2 separate regions of the Anser cygnoides genome follow, and region 2 is linked to region 1. Evidence: chromatin contacts called from public Hi-C data. All regions are on one chromosome and are shown on one strand. The core of a region is the stretch at or near the end of the contact, and the rest is flanking DNA. Distances in the headings are between cores, read along the strand shown.

Region 1 (6,631 bases), core at 702-3,201:
TATAGCATGTGGAGTCAAGTTTGATTACATGCCTCATTTTTTATAGAATGCTTTTTGTTCCTTTTTCCCATTCTCGGCATTTGGGAATAGTTACCTTTATTTTGCTGTCAAGTTCACACCTATCAGAATGAGATGTGCTAGTACGATAAAACGCACCTTGCATTTGCTTTGTACTTTTCATTTGCAGACCTTAACACGGTGTATCAAACATTAAAGTGGAACTATGAACACCCTTTCAGAAGAAGTATTGTTGAAACTTCACTAAGAGTTGGGTTGATGCTTTTGGTAGCATCTAAACTGAGTTGGAAATTTAGAGAATGAAGCCTAGGGTGTTTGTATCCAATCTCATCATCATGCCACAAAACCTAGTTAGATTACATCCTGTTTCATTATCTCATTAACAATTAAACTCTAGGAATTGTTCCTGTTTGGGATAAATGTGGGGATGTAAGGACATCTGTATGCAGTCCCTCTTGTAGCCTATGCAAATGCCCTGGCTCTGATAGAGACCAGTATCAAATCCGAAAGGAGAGAGCATAAGGGCTGGTCAAACGCACAGAAATAACTTTCCTCTTTTGAGCCTCCTGAACCAAAAGTATTTTTTTTAATTATTTTTTTACAGCTCTTAGTGAATTACTTATTTCAATTTGTTGAATAGCTTCGGAATATAACCTTTCATTTCTGCAATGTTCTTAAAGCAGTGAGTTACAAAACTTAGCTGTGCATTTCCTGAGAAATTCCTTTTTCCACTTTAAACCTTTTATTCGTTGATTTAATTTAGTACCTCTGGTTCTTGTACATGAGAAAGTGTAAATGATCCATCTTCCTATTTTTAGGCAGTTTGTGATTTTTATAGGTCTCTTACTATTTCTCTCCTGCTTGCTCTTTTACCTTTCCTCCATCTTCAGGTGGAAGAATCCTGGTCTCTTGATGGCCTCTTCTTTAGTTCTGTTGTGTCTGGGTTTTTTTGTTTGTTTGTTTTTGTTTTTGTTTTTTTTTAAGGATGGAGACAGGCACTGCAACTAGTGCTCAGGATACTGAGATCCAGGATAAATTTAGACCCTGGGGTAACATGTTCTGCTTGTACTCAGTTCTGTGAGTGATGATTTTGTGTTCTCTTTCCTTCTGCGAATCCCACCGAACAGCTCAGTCGGTTTTTCCCTAGAAATACATGTAATTCCATAATCTGTTTACAGCTAATTTGTGGCTTAACGCTGTAAATAAATAGTTCTGTTGGTTTTGTCCAGGTGCGTTACTTTGCACATAGCAGCACAATTTCTTCTTCATTTTTATCATCTAGTCATTGAGTGCTCTGAGATCCTTTGCAGCTCTCTGAGTGCATACCAAGAATTTGTCACCTCAGCATTCATTTCCTTTTCCAGGAATGTTAATACATTGAACAGATTTATTTTTGCATGCCTGTGGTACTCTTTGGTCACTCTAGCCACTTTGAAAGCTGATCATTTATTTTTCATCTTTGTTTCCTGTCCTTGGTCCAGTTAGTTGTTAGTCATGAGAAACCCTCTTCCCTTTTAAACCAAAGGCAACATTACTTCTTAAAGGGTCTTTGAGAAAGATCGTCAAAAGTTTTTTGAAAACCCAAGCATGTAACAGTGTCCCTGTGCTCTTTGAAGGTACCAGATTTTCCAGGCAGTGATTTATCTACAAATGCCACCTTAACACATCCTCACTGCATCATATATATCTAAGTGACTGTGAATTCTGTTCTTTCTGGTTTGCTTGGTACAAGGATCATCGTGGTATCATAACTTCTTACCATTTGTAGGAGTAGACTCACTGGCTTGTAAAACACTGGCTTTCTTTCCCCTGAGATTTTAAGTTGGTGCCCTGTTTGCCACCTCCCATTCCTGTGGTACGGAGACCATTTTAGGTGTTGAGCCCATGGTAACAGAGCAGCAATTTAGTAAATAATTTTATTTGCAACTCTTAACTGCATACTGTCTGGTTTTAGCATTTTGTTTCCGATTTTTTGTTTGCTTGTTCGTTTGTTTCTGTAGTAAAGTCTATTCTATTGCCTCTTCATTTTGGGACACTTCTTTTGACTTGTCACGTGCAAAGAAGTTTTGCCAAAAGTTCTTCCATGAGCTGACAGAGAAGGGAGAAATAGCTACTGGAGAATTACTTTTTACTTTGTTTCTGTTTTTCTTAAATGTCTCATGTTTCTAAGAGTGCCCTTTGCTATAATTTTATCCGTACAGTTCATTGCCTTTGTTTATCCATGTTATCTTGTATATTTTTCACAGAGACTTTGCAGTTCAGTATGTTCTTTGAACTTTCAATACCGCACCATTTAATAATTTGAGGCTACTTTTTTTAACCCATTTAGGTCCTGCTCAGGTTCCAATGATGTCCCCAAATGGTTCAGTGCCTACTATTTATGTGCCTCCTGGATATGCCCCACAGGTACGTCCCTTTGATTCTTACTTCATTTGTGTGCATGCAGATTATAGAAGTAGAACCGAAATAGCTAATTCAGTAAGTGAATCTGTCAAACCGGAGTCACTGTGATCAAACAGGTAAATAATGGGACGTGCCCAATAACATCTCTGTGATGGGAGCCAGGATGTGTGCCCATTTAGTTATATATTAACTACTTGCATGACAATAACAGGTACACTTCCTTATTTAGTTCAGGATCCTAATGTACTCGATGCCCTCTGAACATAAAAAAGCTCATGACCCAGATAGTTCATTGTGCTGAATTCTTGGTTAGCAGGTATTTTCTCTTGGCATCAATGTAATTTTATGTACATACATAGCTCGTGTCTAGGAAGTTCCCTGCAGATAAGGAATAAAACAGATCAGTTAGAAAAAGCGTAGCAAACAACATGAAAAAACATCAGCTGTCCGCTGGGGATAAGTTACCATACAACACACGTTTCCATGCCTTATCTTGAAGTAGGGCTGTGCTTTTGTTGCTGCTAAGGGATTCCTAATTTAGATGCCTGAAAATTAAATGTGAGCCAGATAACCTGGACATCCTTTAAAGTACATTAAAAGGACAATTCCTCTCACCTGTATTTGTTATTATGCTGAGATATAGGGCCTTCTAGATGACGTCTGTTTCTCTTCCCCAACTACAGAATGAGCACGGGGGTTAGTAGCTCAGACCTGGAAACTAGAGCAGACGAATGCCACTGTCCATAACGTAAATCTTTATCATGATATTCTGTTGTTGAGACCAGTCTACATCTGATTCACTGTGTACATTGGAAGAGAATACAACACAGAATGAAACCAAAAAATCCTCAGTGTCCAGGAGATGTAGCACAAATGATCTGAACTGCACGAAATATTGCCCTCTAGTAGCAGAAAAGGCTGTTAGGGCAGGCAGGCTGATCCATGGCGTCTCCGTGGTTTTACCTTTGATCTGTTGAAAGTTGGCTCATGTATCTCTCATAGCTGAGTTCTGAAACAGGCAGAAGAGAAATAAATTAAAAATCGTGAGAGTCCATTTATCTTTAAATCATAGTAAAATGGCTTGATTCCTGTTAGAATTCATTTTTAAAGACCTGAAAGAATTTTTGAATTGGAGTGTGAAATTTTACTATGTTTCCTGAGTACTTCATTTCAGCAGATGAAGCACTTAGCATTCAGCAAGTCGTGTGACCTGTGACAATCTGAATCATTTTTATGAAATTACTTTATCCTCCCTTTGAGGACTGCCTGCAGCAGGCAGGCTGAAGGACCGAGTTTTGCTGGGGCAGGCTTGTTAGCCTTTCACTGGAGCTTGTTAGTCCAGGCAAGTGTTGTGCTGGCACAGCTCTCTGACTTTTGAACCGAAGGTGCCTCACCTCTCTCCAGCTGAGAGTGCAGGTGGAGTGAGCTCATGTCTGCTGTTTTCATCCGAGTAGGAATGTCATAGTCCAGGAAAACCTGTAGTTTATAAGGCTTCTGAAGTATTTACTGCTGACAAAACATACCAGCTGTTGTGGTTTGTGTTGGAAGTTCCTGTTACAAGCTAGAGGATTTGATAGCGGTCTTGCAAACAGGAAAAAAATGCCGATGTTGCTAAGAGTTACCCTGGATTTACTGCAGTCCCACCAATGTAACTTCCATGATTTCTTCAGGCTTAGCATATCTTTAAGTCAGTAACTCAGATACATTTTGAGAGAAATTGGAAGGCAGTTAAAAGCCTAAAGCCATCAGTCTGGAAGAACAGCCTCAGCATCCTCATTCTGTCTGTCCATTTTCATTTAGTTCTGTTATACCTCTGCTTGCTTCAACTTCTGCTTGGCATTGACACAGCATACTGTCCTCTGTTGGACATCGGGGATAGCTACAGAATAAAGCACATACATTCTTCTTATATCACATACATAAAAAGCAATTCTTAAGTTGATTTACTTCTCCCTTCCTTTTCTTTTGGAACTGTAATTCTAGAACTGTGAAAGCAAGCACAGGCATCTTCATTCATCCTCTCCAAGCTGACTGTATTCAGTGCCTGTAGTGAATTTTCCAGTGATGTTCGGTTGATTCACACAACCAGAGAGGCCTATGCCAGAACTATGTGTTTTGCTAGTACAATTAACATAATAGCTTGTCTTTGTTTTGTTTTTGTTTTTGTTTTAACTTAGGGTGACATACTTGACACGATGCACATAGTGCTTTTTTGTAGCCCCCCTGCTATGAGCATACAGTTGAGCTGTGTTTGATTTAGAGGCACAGTCACAGACTTAGCTTAAGGTCCCTGCTGCTTGAATTGGGTATCTATTTCTGAGTTACTTTATTTATAATTTGTTTGTTTTCTTGGGTTTGCTGATAACCTAAGTAGCCTGTTTTTAAGGAAGTTGCTTCCTATATAAACTATCTGCAAATAAATTTGTAATAAATTGCCATTTCCTTGTGTAAACAAAAGGGATTTCGGTGGTGAAAACTACATTTGGAGAATTTCCTTGAACAGCAGAAGTTTTCCTTGACTTTACTGCTGTTAATATATATATCGCACCTTTAGGTACCAGCTATAGCTGCACAGATATGCAACTTTGCAAAATTTCTCTTCCCCAGTAAGAGACAATTTCTGTATACTGAAAATAGTGAAACTTTTTTTTAAAGTCACATGGTAGGTTTGTGTGTATGTATATAATTTTTTTTGAAGCTGTGTTCACTTAAGTAATTTACATTGATTTCTAGCTTGCTGTTTACGTAAGTAAGGTGGGATCAGCTCCATTTTGTACATACTTTTGTCTTCTGAATGTTATTGCTTATCTGTAAAGATCTTTGTTCTACATTACACCAGAAACATATAACTGTGCCTACATAGTTTTCTTTTTTACTACAGTAGGGAAGTTTTGAAACTATTTCCTAGACCATCCTCACTTACCCTGCATTGGTTCAGCTAGCAGGATGATTTCGGGACTAAACTAGAAATTCCATTCCAGATGCACACCAACCGCAACAGTAACGTGGTAAAACCACTGTTTGATCCTTCAGGCAGCTTTCTGTCACAGACACGGTGGAAGTGTTCGCACCAGGACGTGGGACTAAATCTAGCCAAGCATTACACCGTTAAGCTCTAACAGTGCAGGTCAGAGCAGCTTGGCACCAAGCGCTTTGATCTCCGGATCTGATCCTGTTGCCCCAGATGACTCACTGGTTTACATGTGCATGTTCCACCTGATTCCAAATACCAGTGAAAACTTAAGTCACAGAGTTGCCTTGTTCCGTGTTTTTGAATATTGTCCCGATATTCCAGATTCCTTTCTTGTTGTCCTCCTTTTCTGGATAAACATGCAGAAACTTGCATTACAGCCCTCGTTGTGGCATTGTTTGGGGGCATTTTATTAGGAAGTGGAGAACGATGTATTCACTGGCATCCCAGGTGCTATGGTTATTAATCCTACAGTAAATCTGACTCAAATCATGCCAAGATCACCTCTAGGTGCACAGCAAAGCTCTTTGCATGCCTCAGTCTGGCAAAGGCTGTCACAAAGGCTCTTGTTTTCTCAGTAGTATGTGGCTTCTTTCAGGCTGCAAGATATTGTAACAGAGGAAAAAAACAAACAAAAAAAGTTATTTTAAAGTATGCTGAGTTGTAAAGGAGTATTGAGCGGGCTGATTGCCATCCTGGTAGTTGTTTTGCTTCAGTAGCTTGATGCAGACAATGGCTGCTGGTGCTGACAGGTGCCTCCTGGGTTATCATTGGAGGACTGACTTGGGGATGTTGGAAGGACCAGTCACTGTTATGCCTTTTTTCTCTCTGTTTATGTGGTGTGAGGTCCACCTGCCCATCAAATCACTTCCAGGGAGCCATCTAGTTGTTACACTGCAGAAGAAATCTGAGGAGCAGTATAGCATGCGAGTGGTATGAATGAGGCTGGAAACAGAGCCCTGGTGAGAAGCTTAGGTTAATGGCATAAATATATCTAGTTGTTTATAAGATGTTGCACTCACATTTTGCAACAGTATTTTTCCTCATTACATTGAGAAGTTAAGCACTTTATTGCAATTGATACACTTAACAGGAAGGTAGATTGCCCTTATATTGTCCTTTTTTTTTCTTACCCTTTTGTGTTTTCCTTTTTCTCAAACTTAAGGGTTTTGCCATTGCTGGTTTTGTTTAAGTATATACAGAAGCATACCTTTCAGACTGTCGCTCCCAACATATTTG
Region 2 (7,016 bases), core at 944-3,443, 320 kb after region 1:
TGTGGCTTACAAACACATCACAAAATGACTGCATTTCCACTCCTAATACCTCGGAAAGGTGGAAGTCTAAAATTATAGACTTCAAAGGCTCTGCAGCATATCTAAGAGTATTTGCTTCCTGCTCATAAAATGCAGTATTACGAATGTGTCAGGATATAAATGGGAACATGCCAACAGTTCGTTAGGAACCAACCGTGAAATGAAATAATTATCCACATCATATAGCTAATGATATCTGAAGAGCTAAATGAGCTTGGGGGAGGATACTACTTAGACAAGACTCTCACGTGGGAACAAAGATAAAGTGGAGAAGGCTGGAGGTGCAACGCTGGGAATCCAATGAGCAGTGATCGTTTGCTGTAAGTTATACGACAACCCAGAGTGCAGCACAGGTTATGTGCTGAACGAGGGGAAGCGCTGCCTTTCAGATGAGATGTTAAACAGCCTTCTGACTACTTGGGAACTACAAAAACACCGCCAAGTTCTGGAAGGGTAAATTGTTAACACACGCCTTGGCCAAATTCCAGCTCCCGTAATTCATAAATTCTTTCTTAAACCGCCTATGAGGGGATTAACTGGACGTGGTATTGGTTTCTTGTTCAAAATCGCTCTGCTGTATTGATAGGTGATGGCAAGAGCAGCTACCACACCTCACCCACCAGTTGCTGCATTTCAGAAATGGCCATCACCTTGGTACTGCAGCAAAGAGCGGGCCCACCAGGCAGCAGGCAGCTGTACTGGCACGACAGGGGAGTTACTGCTTCCGTAAGAGAATACAAATGGCAATTCAGTATCTATTCATATTTAACACTGAATACATTTACAAAGTGTGAAATTAATGGGCATAAATGCCAAGCTGCAGAGATAAACTAGATTAGCCCACATGTCCATACTAGGTTGAATTTGTTTCTTTCTTTCGTCTGCTTCATGTTTTTTTTTTTGCCCAGCAGCTTTTAGACTAACTGCAGGAACTTCGCAGCTTGTCGGATGTGGATACTTTGCCAACAGTCAGTAAGCAGTGCTCTTTTTTTCTAGCTATTAAACGGCATTAAAAAATTAAGTGAAAATATACCTTTGTATTTTCCTAGCTTTGTGTTTCCAAGCAGTTCTTCGTTGTAATTGCCAAAACAAACGACTGAGGTGTGACTGGAAAGATGTGTGCTCCATCCAAGTGAGGAGAAGAATTCACAAGACAGACTTGGTGCAAAAATATTGTCCATACTATGAAACGGTTTGAAAATCTCCTACTTACCATAGACCACTGGATAGACAGTCCCTCGGATTCCTGACGCTGGACAATGCATGTTCTTCCCATTTAAATATACATTTAGTTCTACATGGTCATATGTAATGCCCTACAAAGCACAGAAAATTAAAAACAAAACAAAACAAAAAAACCACCATCAACAAGTTTATACACACAACATTGCTACTTAATTCAGCTTTTTCAGCCACAGGCAGATTTTAACGCCATTATGCAAACCACAGCATTCTAGAAAACTTCACTTGAAATAGTTCAGCACAGGACTGGAAGTTAATAAATGATCAGAAACATTTGTATTTTCAAATACTTGGGATTCCTTAATGCTCATTCAATTTAGATGCAATCAGTACTGTACACGTCTTACTAAGGCCAGTTTACAAAAGACATTTCTAGACTATTCCTCACCATGGCACAGAATCACAAAATTTCCAATGAATATTAAGCAGTTCGCAGTCTTCGTTTTTGTACCTTCCCGTGGAAATGAGTTTCCTAAATAACGACGCTATGAATTCAGTTTATTTGACCAGCACTTCACACACATCGTTACAAACATGCTGACCAGAGAGCAGAAAGCAAACACTCATGAGGTAATAAATCACTTATTTGTTAGACAAGGGATTTTTTTTCCTGACTGTTTTGGTATGGCTGAGCGTGGCACTTTGTGTTGTCGTTCACTGCCTCAGAATCTATTTTCATGACAGAACACAATAAACTGACATTTATGAAAACTGGGGAGTTACCAAAGTAACACATCAGCTACACTTTTGTGACTGAAGTCGTTTGAAACTACATTGCTTGACCAAACCCTGAAACAGACTGCAACCCTCCAATAAAACAACTTCAGAAGGGGATTAAAAGAATAACGTAGTGTCTGAGGTAAAGGGTGGAGGAGTCAGCTTTAGCTGTTTAGGGCTTCTAGGGATGAATTTTCTAACCATTGCTATACAGAAGCAAGGTTACCCAGCAAGAAAAGTAGCAGTGATAAATGGTCTAAATGTCATTGCTCCCATGAGTTTTCGAAAATAAATCTCTAACAGGAAATTGAGAAAATGACAGTAATGAACTGGAACCCTTTGAATGCCAAGCCATAAAGATATTTTGGAAACAGTGAGGTACAAAACCTTAGGATTCTCACTTTGCTCTCATTCTTCAATTGTCTTCCCACTTGGTATCTCTCCCCTTCCCTACAAAAGTTTGGCTAAAAATACAATCCACCAGTCAGCCAGGCCCTCTCTCTGCTCTCTTCTAATTATTAACCAGTCAGCTGTGGGATCTAGAGTTCAGCTGGGCACGGAGGCAGGCCACGTAACACATTCCAGCGCGTTATTTGTTCAGGAAAGTCCCATCTCAAACAGTGCAGGACCCTTCTGATGGGAGTCATCAGCCAGCTGGATACAGCAGCCGGGCTGCGACACAGCAGGAGAGGCCACCTTTCAAACCCTGGTAAGACACTCAGGATCACGCAGATGCTCAGAACAAAGTCCACTTATCTCCAGGCTGCTGATCCATTCAAACACAACAGGAGTTTACATCAGCACTTTCCAAACTGGGAGACGACAATAATTTGATTGGAAACGGTCGGTCTGACCACACAGCAGCTGTAAATAAAGAGAAATCTGGGAACAGCTGGAAAAGATACAGCAGCTTTACAAAACTCACCACCACATCGCCCTCCTGTGGCAAGTTGTTTGCTGGTAGCCTGTTTTTCTCCTCGTTGTTATAATAGAGAGCTCCATCATTCCTCATTACCAGACTATGGACGTCTCGACCCAGTGGAATTTGATTCAAGTTTGCTTTCTGGGTTGCAACTCCAATACCCCAAATCCCTAAAACATGACATTAACACGATAAGAAAAAAAAAAGAATATATATATACACATAATTTTGACTACCTGACTGAAGCAGGATAGTATAAAGAATATAACATGTTCTTAACTAGTGCCATGGAGGTACTACCAGTAAATATCTATTGGAAATACCAACAGTCACAAAAGATTGAAGATCTAGCAGTATCTATCTTGAAAATAAGGATCCAGAGAATTCTAACCACTTAGCTTAACTTTTAGTCCTAAAAAATACTAGAAAACAACTCGGAGAATCTAGGAAGATGTAAAAAATAAATCCAACTAGCATGGATTTGTGAACAACAAATCAAGTTGAAACTATGCAATTTCCTTTTTCATCTGGTTAGACCAGCCCTAGGGAAAAAGGAGAAATGGTAAACACGATAGATATTGATTTGGTAACATTTCTGATCCTCATACAACATTCGAACACTCAAATGAGGAAAGCGTAGTCAAGGTGAAGTTACAGCAAGGCGAGTGCACAACTGGTTAGGAAACTGTATTTGGAGACTACTCATCAGTAGCCCTCTGTCAAATCAAAAAGATGACGTGAGTGGGGTTTCAGACTTTGCAGTGAATGCCCAAGGTCAGATGCTATTCCGTATGCACATTAATGACTTAAATAACATGACAATTTGCTTGTTAAACATGCTGCCAATATCAACCTGACAGGAGTGCAAGCTCTTCAGAGGCCAATTTTTAAATAATCCCAACAAATTGGTTAAGAGGTCTGAAATACGGAGCAAGCATTTCCTTTTTCTGAATTACAAAGAACAGCAGGTAAGCAGGAATAAGTAGCAAAAATACAGTAGTGCCTTGGCAACCAGTTCAAAGAATATAATTTGAGGGTTATCATAGAACACATGCCGTATTTGAGTGTGTCGTACTGTCATGAAATACTTCTGGATGTATGGCATGTATAAATGAAACATATTGCATATAAAGTACACAAAGGACATCCACTGCTGCTGCAGCTGGAGCACGGCATCCATTTAAAGCATCACCCCTCAAGACAAATCAGGTCAATTAGAGAAAGTCTAGAAGAAACAAGAAAACCAGTCAAAAAAATGTAAAAACATTGCCTATAAGTAGACAATGAAAAAAACTGGGGCTCTTTAATCTTCAGAAGACTAAAACAAAGCAAAAATATAACTAAATTAATTTCAGAAGACAAAATTGCAGAACTATTTATTCTCATATTTACAAATCCAGAGTGAAAACAAAATTCAGATTGGGCTTTGTAAAGCTTCCCAATAGTCAGGCTAAATGACCCCTGGTAGACTGCGCAGGGACACTTCTGTGAATTGAAGTTTTAAGCTAAGCTATCTATAACTCTCCTGCCCTGGGACACAGGACAAGATGAAGCCGGGCTCAGAGAAGAGTTTATTTCCTGTGTTTCTGAAGTGTAACAACGCAGATACTGTACTTGTGTGAATGATGACAATACGTGAACAACAGCTGCAGTTGAGTTGATTCTCCCCCTCAACAGAAAGGATACTAAAATTGCCAGATTAAGAGTGAGCTGGGGTTTATATGTAGTTTAAAACCAAACTGGTTTAAAAACAAATGGTTTGAGTGTGAGGTGTTTTAGATAGATTCATGTTCACAGTGCCAGCACCCCAAACCAAGTGAGTGCAAACAATCCCTACCCAAAAAGCACTGGGTTCAAGCTCCAGTATTGTGAAGCCTGTCTCTGGACAAACACTTCTCTCCTTTCTTCTCTCTGCTCTTTGAGAAAGAACAGCCCCATCTTTAATATCTGATGTTTTTAAAAATACAGTCTGATTTTTAATATTATAATACTGATAAGTCTGGAGTGCCCTCTGTACTAGTTGAAGCAGACTGTATTAGTAAAAGTACAATGTTTCCAAATTTCATTCACTTTCTGCTACCTTGCATTGCAAAACCGTACAAAACAAATGAACAGGGTGCTGAAAGGCTCCTCTTGATAAAGCAGTGTTGAAAAAGTGCTACACATTAGATTTGGAGTGCAAAGCATAGCACAAGGAATGTTACTATTGCTCAAGCACAGTACATCTTAATAGCAAATCAAGGTAGACAAATAGCCAGAAACATTGCTGGATAAACTGCACTATTAAAAAGCTAACACTTCATGGCCAGTGTTTTATGTGGTCATAAATGTGTATTTACCAAAATACATTTCTAAAATGTTAACAAAACACATGCATATAACAGCATACAAAATAATATGGTGTTTTAGGATTTGCACTTACCCTTCTTTTCAATATTGCAGAGCCACAATTAAAGATAAGAATAAGAAAAAATTTCATTTTACAGAATGACAACCTATAAGAGCCTCCAATATTCACAAAGTTCAAGGATGCAATTTGAAAGATGCATGTGCTCGGCATTTGAGATACGACCGACAGCGAGCAATCTGACATACCTTCCACGTTTAAAGTTGTACATTTTTGCTGACTAACCTGTGGACTGGATTTTAAACTCAAAATAGCTCTTGTTCTGATGCAAAGGTGCATTGGCTAGGCAGCCTCCTGTGCCGCATATTCTCCTGCCGTTTTTAACAATGACAACATCTGTTCCTGCAAGAAGAAAACAAAACACAGAACTTCAAAACATTTTCAGAAGTCTGGAAGCGGCCCTTAAAAGCCCTAGACACGGAGAACAATTTTTGTTCTTTCAGCCCCAAGTAAGAGCTTCATTAGTCCAAGAGAATTACGATGACGGGCCACGCTTTGAAGTAAGAAACGGGAGGCTGTTTATAGGCTGGTTCATCTTTCAAGTAGGGTTTATTTATTTAAAACCTATACGCTGCTCTAATTTCATCTCTTGGGCTTTAAGGCACCACGCTGATTACAGCCTTTGCTCAGCCACATCAGAGGCATAACTTACAATTTAGTCAGAAGGGCTCGCTGTGAGGAGGACCTAAGCCCTGTACTCGGTCTCTATAGACTGGAGAAAAACATTCTGCAGTGAGAAGGAAAGGCACATCAAGTAGAAACATGTGATGGACTTGCGAGGCGTTCAGGTATTCTCAGGTGAAGTCCTTTTGTTAGAAACATGCCTGCCAGTATGGAGAGGGGAAAAAAAAGAAACGTAATCCTGCTAGGTTCTCTTTCTCTGGCAGAAGACTTCACCTATAGGTACCGTTGGCACAGCCATGAATATGGTAGACTCCCCAGGTCCAAAACAGGCCAGGAATTGCGCTGGAAAGCAGCCAGGCTGCTTTCCTCCTCACTGAGCTGTGGATGAAGGGCTGCCTCCTCGATGGAGCCTGGGCACGGCTTGGTGTGAAGATCACCTCAAGAAGAGCTTCAGGCAAGGCTGCAAACGGTTCTGCTCCTTCCCTGAAGCCAAGGAAGGTGACCGCACACCCGCTCACATCATCTGCCTCAACTGAACCTAACTCAAACCTCTTTTTATTATTTTTATTTTTATTTTTATTTTTTTCGGCTTCCTCTGCAAACTCTTTCGATGCGAATCCCTTCGCATCCCTTGGCGGTGGGCTGCATTCCCAGGCACCTGCTGCCAAGTGCCGACCCCTCCCCGCGCCCTTCCACCACAACCCACGCCACAAAGCAAGGCGAGAGCCCCCTGAGGCCTCCCCCTCACCGCCTCATGCACGGCGACCCCAAAACGACAGCTTTTCCCCCCAAAATAACTCTCGCGGTGACACCTCCCGGCCCCGGGAGCCGCCTCCCCGAGGCTGAGGGGCAGCCGCGCTCACCCATGCGCTGCGTGTCGAGCTGCACCGCCGGCATCTCCTTCAGCGGGATGTGGCCGGCGCCGCCATCCCGGCACCAGCGGAGGCAGCAGAAGGCGGAGGCGGCCATGGCTTGGCCGGGCCGAGCCGAGCCGAGCCGAGCCGAGCCGAGCCGGGCCGGGCCGGGCCGAAGCGCGCAGCCGCCGCCGAGCCGCGAGATGGCGGC

What was found. Hi-C and Micro-C count contacts between places; a contact is called where the count stands out from the background.
Region 2: a contact with region 1 is called in a Hi-C map of liver, with 3 times the contacts expected there. The contact joins two enhancer-like sites. A contact is called at or near these places in 2 of 7 Hi-C or Micro-C datasets (both in liver).

What each region holds. Positions count from the first base shown.
Region 1 is chr1:183,031,695-183,038,325 of Taihu_goose_T2T_genome, forward strand. It overlaps FNDC3A (fibronectin type III domain containing 3A), which reads left to right. Exons shown (of 26, transcript XM_066988933.1): 4 at 2,348-2,424. Among named protein-coding and RNA genes, the nearest start is that of MLNR, 49 kb to the right of the region's middle. Within about 2 kb of position 1,952, at least 1 of the 3 cell types and tissues checked has open chromatin away from gene starts, as enhancers often do. A contact at or near this core is called in liver, where this site is marked.
Region 2 is chr1:183,353,693-183,360,708 of Taihu_goose_T2T_genome, forward strand. SPRYD7 (SPRY domain containing 7) reads right to left here. Exons shown (of 5, transcript XM_048052495.2): 1 at 6,815-7,016; 2 at 5,553-5,669; 3 at 2,924-3,090; 4 at 1,253-1,355. The coding sequence starts at 6,920. Among named protein-coding and RNA genes, the nearest start is that of SPRYD7, 3.5 kb to the right of the region's middle. Within about 2 kb of position 2,194, at least 3 of the 3 cell types and tissues checked have open chromatin away from gene starts, as enhancers often do. A contact at or near this core is called in liver, where this site is marked.